Linked DNA regions of Zea mays: region 2 is linked to region 1. Evidence: chromatin contacts called from public Hi-C data. All regions are on one chromosome and are shown on one strand. Each heading gives the region's core, a stretch centred on a gene start, on an enhancer-like site or on the middle of the called end of the contact. The rest is flanking DNA. Distances are from core to core; before and after follow the strand shown. Region 1 holds the start of LOC103643608 (protein DETOXIFICATION 40). Region 2 overlaps LOC103643612 (protein DETOXIFICATION 40).

What was found. A called contact is a pair of places that touch in the nucleus more often than the background predicts.
Region 2: a contact with region 1 is called in a Hi-C map of leaf, with 3 times the contacts expected there. The contact joins the enhancer-like site here to the promoter of LOC103643608 in region 1. A contact is called at or near these places in 4 of 25 Hi-C or Micro-C datasets (ear, leaf and an unstated tissue).

What each region holds. Positions count from the first base shown.
Region 1 is chr1:251,126,489-251,131,794 of Zm-B73-REFERENCE-NAM-5.0, forward strand. LOC103643608 (protein DETOXIFICATION 40) reads right to left here and starts at 2,499. Exons shown (of 7, transcript XM_008666772.4): 1 at 2,031-2,499. The coding sequence starts at 2,291.
Region 2 is chr1:251,222,696-251,228,001 of Zm-B73-REFERENCE-NAM-5.0, forward strand. LOC103643612 (protein DETOXIFICATION 40) reads right to left here. Exons shown (of 7, transcript XM_008666773.3): 7 at 4,497-4,841. The coding sequence ends at 4,740. Among protein-coding and RNA genes, the nearest start is that of LOC103643612, 13 kb to the right of the region's middle. Within about 2 kb of position 2,101, at least 8 of the 20 cell types and tissues checked have an H3K27ac peak or open chromatin away from gene starts, as enhancers often do. A contact at or near this core is called in leaf, where this site is marked.

The DNA.
Region 1 (5,306 bases), core at 1,249-3,748:
TGTCATTATGGCACTCGGCAAAGACGCTTTCTTTGTCGGGTGCCCAGCATACAGGCACTCGATAAAGGGAGTTCTAGTGGGGCCCCATGTCGGTTTCTGCGAGTGTGCTCGCTAGCGGCGGCGAAACCAGCCTTGGGGCAAGGCCCGGGCCACTGGCAGCCTGGGGCGCCGCACGTTGGGGCATGGTGGCGGCGGGGCACAACACGGCGGCAGCCACGCCCCGAGCCATGGCCCGAGTGGCCCAGGGTGTGTCTTCGCCACTGCTCGCTAACACTTGGCAAAGACGCTTTCTTTGTCGAGTGTTAGGCTAGCAGGTACTTGACAAAGATAGCTCCCGTGGGCCCTGAGCGTAGGATTTGTGCCGAGTGTCATTATGGCACTTGACAAAGACACTTTCTTTGTCGAGTGCCAAGCCAACAGGCACTCGATAAAGGGAGTTCTAGTGGGTCCCCATGTCGGTTTCTGCGAGTGTGCTCGCTAGCGGCGGCGAAACCAGCCTTGGGGCAAGCCCCGGGCCACAGGCAGCCTGGGCACCACACACTGGATGGGGCATGGTGGCGGTGGGGCACGACGGCGGGGCACAACAGGACAGCACGGCGACGGCCACACCCCGAGCCATGGGCCTGGTGGCCCGGGGTGTGTCTTCACCACTGATTGCTAGCACTCGGCAAAGATTCCTTCTTTGCCGAGTGTTAGGCTAGCAGGTACTTGGCAAAGATAGCTTCCGTGGGCCCTAAGCGTCGGCTTTGTGCCAAGTGTCATTATGGCACTCGGTAAAGACGCCTTTTTGTCGAGTGTCATTACCATAACACTCAACAAAGAAGTTTTATCTGTTCGTAGGTGTGCCTTCTTTGCCAAGTGCTATGGTCATTGCACTCGGTAAAGTGCCCAGAGAACCCCTTTTTATTTTGTTTTTGTTATTACACCAAACAAACAAAAGATATATATCATTGGCGTCACATATATATCACAGAATCATCACATGTATCACCAACACCACATATCTCACAAATAGCACCACACTAACAAGTTTCACAAATATAAATATCACCAACACCATGTATCTCACAAATCAACACCAAGTATTTGACAATGTTTCACGATGTTTCGTAAAAGTTGTCATTGTCATGTACGTTGTGTCTGTGTACAAATACAATAATCTATGTAGAAGGTTTATGATTTCATGTAAAGGTTGCACAAGTTTTGTACATGACAACTTTCATTAAACATTGTCAAATTTTTATCACAACAGCTACATATGATATTATGACATTTCGACAAGTTTCATGATTTTTTAACTTTGTGTTTTATACAACTTTAAAATAACTGGATTGCAAGTTTTTGGTCATATTTTGTGAACACTGTGTTTGAAAGTTGGAAAAAAGAAGAAAAAAAAGACAAATAAATTTTGTCGAGTGTCTTCCCTTTGACACTCGGCAAAGACAAGACTTTTGTCAAATGTCTTATATAGACACTCGACATAAGTAACGGCCGTCATAGAGTCGGCTTTTGACGACGTTTTGCAAAGTGTATTTTTGTTACCGAGTCTTTCGCGCTCGGCAAAAATGTATTTATACGTACTACGTTAGAAGTGCGTGTTTTAAATGCTTTAGCTATTTGGGACTTTACGTTGCAAATGTTTTTATATTTTGGAGCCAATATTTTAGCGTGGAACGACGTGGCGCGTATCCAGAGGCGTGGGGGACGTGGTTTCTGCTGGCGAGCTTAGGGGGCGCGTGAAACAGAGATCGGGCGGAGCGGTTCGGCACGAGGAGCGCGCACGAAGCTTTGTCCGGACGTCGGAGCGCCAGATTCTCTAACGTGGGTCTGCTGCCACAGTGGCTTGGTAAATGAAATGAAACAGTCTAATAATCGAGGAGCCCGGGGGAGAATCGGGAGGGACAACTACGCATCCACGACGGCGAAAGCAAAGCAAAGCAAGGCAAGCGAAAGTAGGAGAAATAAACCCAGCTGCAGCTACATGCTGCTGCAGCCAGAGACGATACAGTATGCGACTGTGGCGTACGTACCATTAGGCCGTAGGCGAACATCTGGACGCCGGCGTTGCCGAGCGACGCGGCGGCGAGCTCCAGGTTGCCGAGGTGGCCCGAGAAGATCTGCGTGGACATGGACATGAGGTAGTTGATCATGTACATCACCACCGCGGGCGCCGCCAGCCGCGTCAGCAGCCGCAGCTCGATGGCGGCCGCGGCCCACGGCGACGCCGCCGCCTCCGCCGTCAGGATGCTCTCCAGCCGCTCCGACGCGTCCGCCCCGTCGTCGCCCGCCATATATACGATGCCTGTGTTAGCTTGGGATGGAACGGAACCAATGCGCGGGGGTAGGGGTAGTAGCTAAATTATGCCTTGGGATTCCATTTCCAAGGCCGAGGGCTGCTAATTTATCGGCCTCGTGCTCGAGCCACTGCGCTGCGCCCCCCGCCGAAACGTTCTGCACCACAGCCTAGCTACTGCTGCAAATGGATTAGAAAATGACAAACACTCGCAATCTAGCGAATTCGGCTGGAAACAGTAAATGCACGCTTGGATGCACTCCCCTCCGTCGTCCCATAATACTACTCCCTCAACCCGGCCATAAGTACTACGTTTGTTGTACTTTCTTTGTCGTTCTGTAATAAATACATCTGCCAGCAGTCCCATAAATACATTGCTCTAAGCTAACAGCTCTAGCTAGATATAAAAACAACACAGCTCTAACTATCTCTCTCTCTTGGATTAGCATGTTTCGCCTTTACTTATCATTGCGCCATGATGACAAATTGTCCCGCGTGTCGTATCTTGCTTTATTCCTGTGACGTACACTTATACTTCGTAGAAAATACACCCGTGCGTTTTAGTTTGTACAAAACATATTCCGTGCGTAGGTGTTTACACCCCAAAAAAATATCAAATGTTCTTCAATAACAAGCGGGACCAGAATAGTACTACGGAATTTATTTTTGATTATAAGACATTTAGGTTTTTCTAGATATACATTATTTTTGTTATGGAGATTTACTAAAATTTAGGTGTCCTCAATTTTAGTTTGAGCAAAGTGCATCAACAGTCCATAAACAATTTCGGGTGTTATCTATGTCCATGTACTATTCATTCAAGGTCACATAAACCCCCATTAACGATGTAAAGTGTGTCATCTAGGTTTATAAACTTTTTCAAAGGTCACATGACCCCCTCCCCCTATTAGAGCTTGTTCGTTTCACCTTTAATCCATGTGGACTGGGTGGTATCGAGTCGGTTTAAATCCATAGCAAGTCAAAATCCATCTCAATCCATCCTAATACACTTCAATCCACATGAAATTGGAATAATCGAACAAGGCCTTAGGTGGAATGTCACGTTAGCGATTGATCTGACCCTTTACATATTCGACTTTATTTGACAGACTTTAAATAGTAAATGGCAAATATTTTTTTACAGGTATTAAATATAGTGTACTTATAAAAACTAACTAATATAGATAAAAACTAAAAGACGTGATCCAAACTAAACTTTTAGAGGAACACACACTCCCTCAGAATAAAAACACGCATGAGAGATAGAAAAAAAAAGAGTGAATTTTATTTAAACAAACAAAAATTAAATTTACTACAGCACCCAAACCAAAGTAGAATCCGAGGACGCAGCCAAGAGGATCCCGACGCCCTAGTCGCATGCGACGTTGCACATACGCCACGAACGCTTGTCGCCCGCGCAGCAAACAGCCACGGCCTGCAAAGTTGCAAAATGTACGCCTGGCCTCTCTCAAAAAAATGTCACCACATGATTGGCATCGAGCCACCAGCCAGGTAAAGTTAAATGTATATAAGCAGCGTTGCAGCGGAGCGGGCAGCCTGAAGTTTTTTTAGCCTGGTCAAAACACAAACTAAAGTAGGCTGAGTGTCTGCTATAGAAGTTCCAATTTAAATCTTTACAATATCACTAAATTTATATTGCACATTTACCGATGAGCCGATCGGCCGCCGGGGCGTGACAAGACGGTGAGTCTATGTCTACAGTCTACTACACTAGTATATAATACAGGTACCAGCAGACAGGACGGTCTATGGATACAGACGCGCAAAATGAGCTGCTGCGATACGAACGCTCAAAAGAAATGCCCCTTCCAGCCATGCACGTATGCGGACATACAAATCGAGATGAGAGAATCCGTGGATTTTAGAATACGACGACAGCTAGTGTCCCTTTTGGGTGTCTTCATCCTCGCTCTATTGGAAACGTGAGCCGTTGCATGCGACCTCTTATTTTCCACGTTCGCGGATCTATTGAAAATAGCCTTAAGTTGATTTTACTAAATTTTTGTTCTCCTTTTTTTTTTATAAAAAATTGACCACGCGTTAGATTGGAAAAAAATTGTGTTATATGAATCAAGTCCTAGACCACCATCCGAGTGGTATAGAGCATAGATCCGCCTCTAGCTACAACATGCACCATATCACCCTCTTTGGTGAAGGCGTACATATATAGCTAATGTAGTCGTAGAGGCACACTGCCGATGACGGCTATAATCGACGCCAATGCTAGAAACAACGTTAGAATTTGATGTGAATTTTAACATGGGTCTCGCATGGATATCTGGAGGGTTCGTGGTTTGAGTTATGTTAATTAGCAGATTTATTTTTGTATTGGAGTGCAGTTCGTCCGTCCTATATATACATCTCGTAAGTTTTGCGAGAAGACATACGATTTATCTCGTATAACTTGCGTTTTGTAGACTCCCCACATATAGTTAAGGTTATTGGTTGGCGCTCGTGATTTTTTCCCTAGGGTATTCTATGTAAGATTTCTATGTCTCGTGTTTGATTCGTATTTGCATTATTTGCTATGAAGTGGTAGAAGAACTAGACACAAGATTGAAAAAATCTAGCATTTTAATCAATCTGCAAGTTCGGCGTGTTGTTACGTGCGTTTGAATATATTGCTCAGTGTCTTAGATATGGAGTCGATTTCCATATCATCATCGATTGGCGGTGGTGTCGACTCATTTGCAAAGTTACTATCGAGAAGTAGAGTTGATTTCGGTCACCAAATTTTACTCTGTGGTGTTGAGGCCTATGTTGTTGTGTTTCCTAGCAATCATAAGTGCATGTGAATCTAGGAAGCAATCAAGTTTCTCTTATCTTGCTACTATTGATCGATAGTGCAGAAAAAAAGTTCATTTTTAGCGATGTTTGAAATATGCACCCAAACATATTACCAAAAGGTTTGAAGTTTATTGCTGAACATGCACAAGTTGTGTACTAGGCTGTAGATTTTTTTTGCTAGGATTAAACCTAAATTTCTACCGTT
Region 2 (5,306 bases), core at 851-3,350, 96 kb after region 1:
CACATCCGCACTATCGCTGCAAGAGATAGAAAATAAAGTTGTGATTCTAAAAACATGATCTCTTGGTAGATGAGAAATAAAAAAGTTAAGTATATGTAAAATTAGATTGAACATGGTTTTTTAAAGAAACAATTATTCGACTAAATGGCTTCCGATTTCTACCGAGTTAAAAGTTTTTTTAGATTTCTACTGAGTTAAAAGAAACAATCGCTGGATGCACTTTTGTTCTCTTACACATATAAGGATAAGATAAAAGAATTCATTTCCCTCTGGCAAGGTATCAACAACACTCATGAACTCAATGATCTCGACAATACTATTTTATGGAGGTGGACGACAAATGGGAGTTATAGTTCAAGTAGTGCATACAAAATTCAGTTCACAACGAATTTTTGTAAAATCAAAATTTCTCCTATCTGGAAAGCGAGAATTGAGCCAAAATGTCGTTTTTCGCATGGACCATGTTGCATAACAGAATTCTGACTACGGACAACCTACAAAAGCGGGGATGGCCTTGCAGTCCAATTTGTTGTCTTTGCAACTTATCACAAGAAACTATGCCTCATTTAGGCAAAGACTGCCCGTTTTCTGTAGAGGTTTGGAACATGATCCTATCTTGGGCCAATCTGTCCTTTCTAAGTGGTGGCGTTTCTAACCTCGGGTCGTTGTATGATTGGTGGAAGAGATTAAGGAATCGTTGCTGCAAGGAGTCAAAGAAGATTTTCGATGGGCTCCTCATCTCTTTTTGGTGGAATATATGGTTGGAAAGAAATAATATAATCTTTCAGAGACTTCAAAGATCTGCTATCCAGGTTACGCAATTGGTGAAAGATCAAATTGGGAGTTTCAGTGTATGTTATATTGAGTTAGTGTATGTTTTTCTCCTTTTTTTGTTTTTTCTTTTGCTCCGTCTTCTGAAGACTGTTATCTATTTCTCTTCTAATATATTGAAGAGGCAAGTCTTTTGCCGCTTCCTTTCAAAAAAAAGTTTTTTTAGAAACCATAGCTGACATCACCTTTTTTAAAAAAAATCACCTCTCGGCCAAATATATACCTAAAAAGTGAATCATGGTTGGAAACTCTGGACCCGATGGAGTACACTTGAAGCGAGCCATGGCCCATGGTTGGAAACTCTAGACTACACTCTGCACTGTCGCCGCAATGATGTTGTGTTGCGAGGAACAGGACGCCGGTTCGGAGGGAGAAACCGAGCGAGCGGAGCCATCGGTCTGTCTCCAATAGCTTACTCATTTTATCTCTCATCACATCTTTTATTTCAAACTTAAATGGTATAATCTATGGTGGAAAGCAGGGTTTACACGATTATATACACCATGTGCTGAAGACAACCTCATGGATGAAGCACAAAAAAAGAGTCGCTCTACCTGTCAAGGTCCGCATTCAGCCATTCATGCTGCCTACTATGATCTTGTTACGTGGCTCGGATACTATCGCGATCATGTCTGCGCTTCTGACGCCTACCGGCAATCATACGTCATATATACATATGATGGGTTGCTTTGTAGGAGAATTTTTTTTGTTTGCTTACGTGGCGAGCCACGCGCTGCTTTTAAGATTTTTTTTATGAATTCAAGTGTTGTTGCCCGCTCTCGAACACTACCGGTGTCATCACTTTTTTATAACTAGCATATAGCCCGTACTAAAGCTATAATCTTGAATAGAAGAGGAGAGAGGTCGACGACGTGAACGTAGGAGAAGAGGAGAGAGGTCGACAGTGGCGACACGGGGATAGGGGAGGGGGACCCTAGGGCGGCGGGTTCACGGGAGAAGAAGAGGGAGGGATGATAGATGATGCAAATAATATTGTATATTGGATTTGAGTAGGTAAGAAAGAGAGGATTATTAAGCGATCTGAACCGTTGTTTTTTATAGTGTGTTAAGTTTAGGTGCAATTTATTTGGTGAATTTAGTGGAGGTTGTGTGTGTGAGGGTGATTTAATTGGGTGAGTTTTATAATGTTTAAACTGATAGATTATATAGTGTAGTTATATGTATAGATAGATATATATGAAGCTGCTCGCTCGCGCACACGGCGCCCGGCGTCTTCGAGTTGAAGCCAGCCGCGCGCGACGTCCCAATCCAATACTCCACAGTCCACATCAGGAGATGGCGATTCTTTGCCTGTTTGCCATTGTTTTCTCCTCCTCTCCTACTGATCGTACGCGAGACGATGGTGCCACATCGGTTTATTAGATGGAGAGCAGCATGATTGACGAGCAGATTTCCGTTGACGCATGCAGATGCAGGAGAGACATGTTTCGTTGTTTGCTGCGCACATAATTAATTTCTTCTGCTCATATAAAAAAGACGTGAACAAAAAAAAAAATCCACATTTCGCCTCTGTTATTCAACTTGGTAGCGGATGCCTTAAGTGTCCTATTAGATAAAGGGGTCCAAAAGGGCCACATTTCTGGTGTTTTAGGCGACCTTGTTCCTAGTGGCATTTCCCACATCCAATATGCAGATGATACGGTGATCACGATAGATGGGTCTGATAGGTCAATCTTAAACCTGAAATTAATCCTTTACTGTTTCGAATGGATGTCTGGATTAAAAATAAACTTCCACAAAAGCGAGGTCTTTGTCTTTGGGGGCAGTTCAACAAGAAAGGGAAAGGATGGCCAATATGCTTAATTGTTCTCTTGGAACTTGGCCGATGAAATACCTAGGCATTCCTATTTCGGATGGTCGTCTGAAACCATCTGCGTTTGACCATATTGTTGGAAAGATGGAAAAAAGGCTAGACCCATGGAAAGGTAAACACCTGTCTTCTGGGGGAAGACTCATTCTGACTAATTCTTGTTTAAGTAGTCTACCAATCTATACTATGGGGTTCTACCTCCTACCTAATAAGATTCACAAGAAAATGAGTTCGATTAGAGCTAACTTCTTTTGGCAAGGGGCCGAAGACTCAAGAAAATACCACATGGCGAAATGGGATAGTTTAACCAGACCAAAAGACCAAGGCGGTCTTGGAATCACAAATACTCTCATGATGAACGAATGCTTGATTGTGAAATGGATATGGAAATTATGCCAAGGATCAGATGAGATGGTACAAGCTGCTGCAAGCTAAATATGCACAGGAATAATTTCTTTCTCTCTAAGAACAAGGGAATTTCTCAATTTTGGCAAGGCCTTCATCAGGTCAAGCATTTGTTTCAATGGGGTGCGATGAACAAGATAAAAAATGGGGAAGGGACCCTGTTTTGGAAAGACATCTGGATGGGAAAGGTGCCTATTAAAATCAAGTATCCTAGATTTTTTGATATATGCAGGGACAAGGATGTGCCTGTGTCTGAATGCTGTGAGAGAGGAGAGTGGAATATAGATCTGGTGAGGCCTCTTAATGATTCTGATTGTTGCTTATGGGAAGAGCTTCATACTGAGCTTAGGGAGCATAATAACTCTCAAGGGAGAGATTTAGTGTTTTGGGCTCTAGACAACTCCCGCAGATTCACTACGAAATCCCTTTACATATTTAGGACCGATGGTGTTGTCAAAACCCCCGTTTACAAAAAAAATTGGAATTGCAAGGTGCCTTTGAAGATCAAGGTTTTTCTATGGCAAATTTACAATGGGAAAATCCAAGCGGCTGCAGTGCTAGAAAAAAGGGTGGAAGGGTAGTACGTTGTGCTCTCTATGTGGGGACACAGAGACAGTTGATCACATCTTTATTCATTATGTCCTTCCGAAATATGTTTGGGGAAGACTGAAAAATATTGCTGGTTGGGACCGTGTTCCCAGGTCTGTAGCTAGTCTGTTTAGCAATTGGGGAGTGGGAACCTCCCATGATGCTTGTACTTTCCATCTCTTTATTGTTGCCGGGCTGGTTTGGTCCCTTTGGTGTAACAGAAATAAGATGGCGATTATGAAAAATTCCCTAACAGTACGACAACGATCATATATGAGATCATGTCTTTCTTGCAGAGCTGGAGCGTGCTACTCAAGACAAGGGAACAAGCGATGTTGGAAGATATACTGGACTCAGTGAAGAAGTGGTTACGGGAACAACATTCGGTTGAGAAAATTTGCAGTGACATTGGAGTGGTCTGAAGTGGAAGATATCCCTTCTTTTTGTTTGAATTGAAAGATGTTACAAAACAATGAAGAGGCTCTGCTAGGATCCATGAAGCCGTGGCCGCATAATTTTTGTCCCAGGCGTGGAATTGATGCTGATATGGATGTCGTATGAGGATTTTTTAGTGCTTGGCTTGTTTCTAGCTCTGTTAGGTGGTTTAATCGAGTGAAGCTTTCTGCTATTAGGTGGTGTGTCCTCGCAGCGCTCTGGTTGATGATAATTGAACTTTGTCAGATTATTGCTATCAATTTGGAGCTTTGATGTCTCAGTCCTTAGTTTAGTGGAGGGTCTGTTTTTTTTCTGGTAGTCATGGGATGTCAGTGTGAAGCTTCCCTGGTTAATTGGTATTCCCAGTTCAACGTTGTGGGGTGTGCTCTATGTAGCTACTCTGTTATTGCTTTCTTAAAAGCTGAGTAAAATCTCCTTTCAAAAAAATCCACATGTATGCTCCGAATTCTTTAACTCAAAAGATAGACGTCAGTTCTGTTTCCAAAAAAAAACCTTCCTTCTCTGTTTCGCAAATTTTGATACGGGAAAGAAAACCTAAACACTCCGGAGAAACACTTTGCAGGCCGGGTCCATATCCTGACGGTGACGCTGGTGAAGCCGTCTGGGAGAATGATGTCCATCCAGTAAACTAATTGGCATTGCCATTGCCGACGACCCCCGCAAGGAGGGGCTCCGTCGTCGTCGTCTTCTGATCCTCCCATTTGTGTAGCCTTTTCTGTGCTTCCTCTACCTGAAACATGATCGGTTATCTCAACATGGAACAGTCCGTTCTAAACCGCGACTGCGTGATTCATCTTCTACGTAATGTTCAGAATGAGAAGATGTTTATATTGCACCTACTCCTACTTTTTTTTTTCTCTAGCACGTCCAAACTTTTTAGTCCAACATACATACATGTAATGTACGTTGCATCAGTGATATTTCTAACAGATACAGGTCACCTACTCTACTACAGATGCAAGTAAAGTAGGGCACTGCAAAAATTCTAACAGATACAGGTCACCTATATATTACATTATATGCAAGCTGTATAATGGGTACAGCAAAATTTCTGTAGATAACTAGTAATACTACTATATGCTCATGCCACAGATTTGTAGCTCATAAAAATATTTGGAACGGAGGGTAGATCAAATTTGCAATCGTAGTTTATCGAACGGACCTAAATAAAAAAACTAAAACATTTTTTTAATCT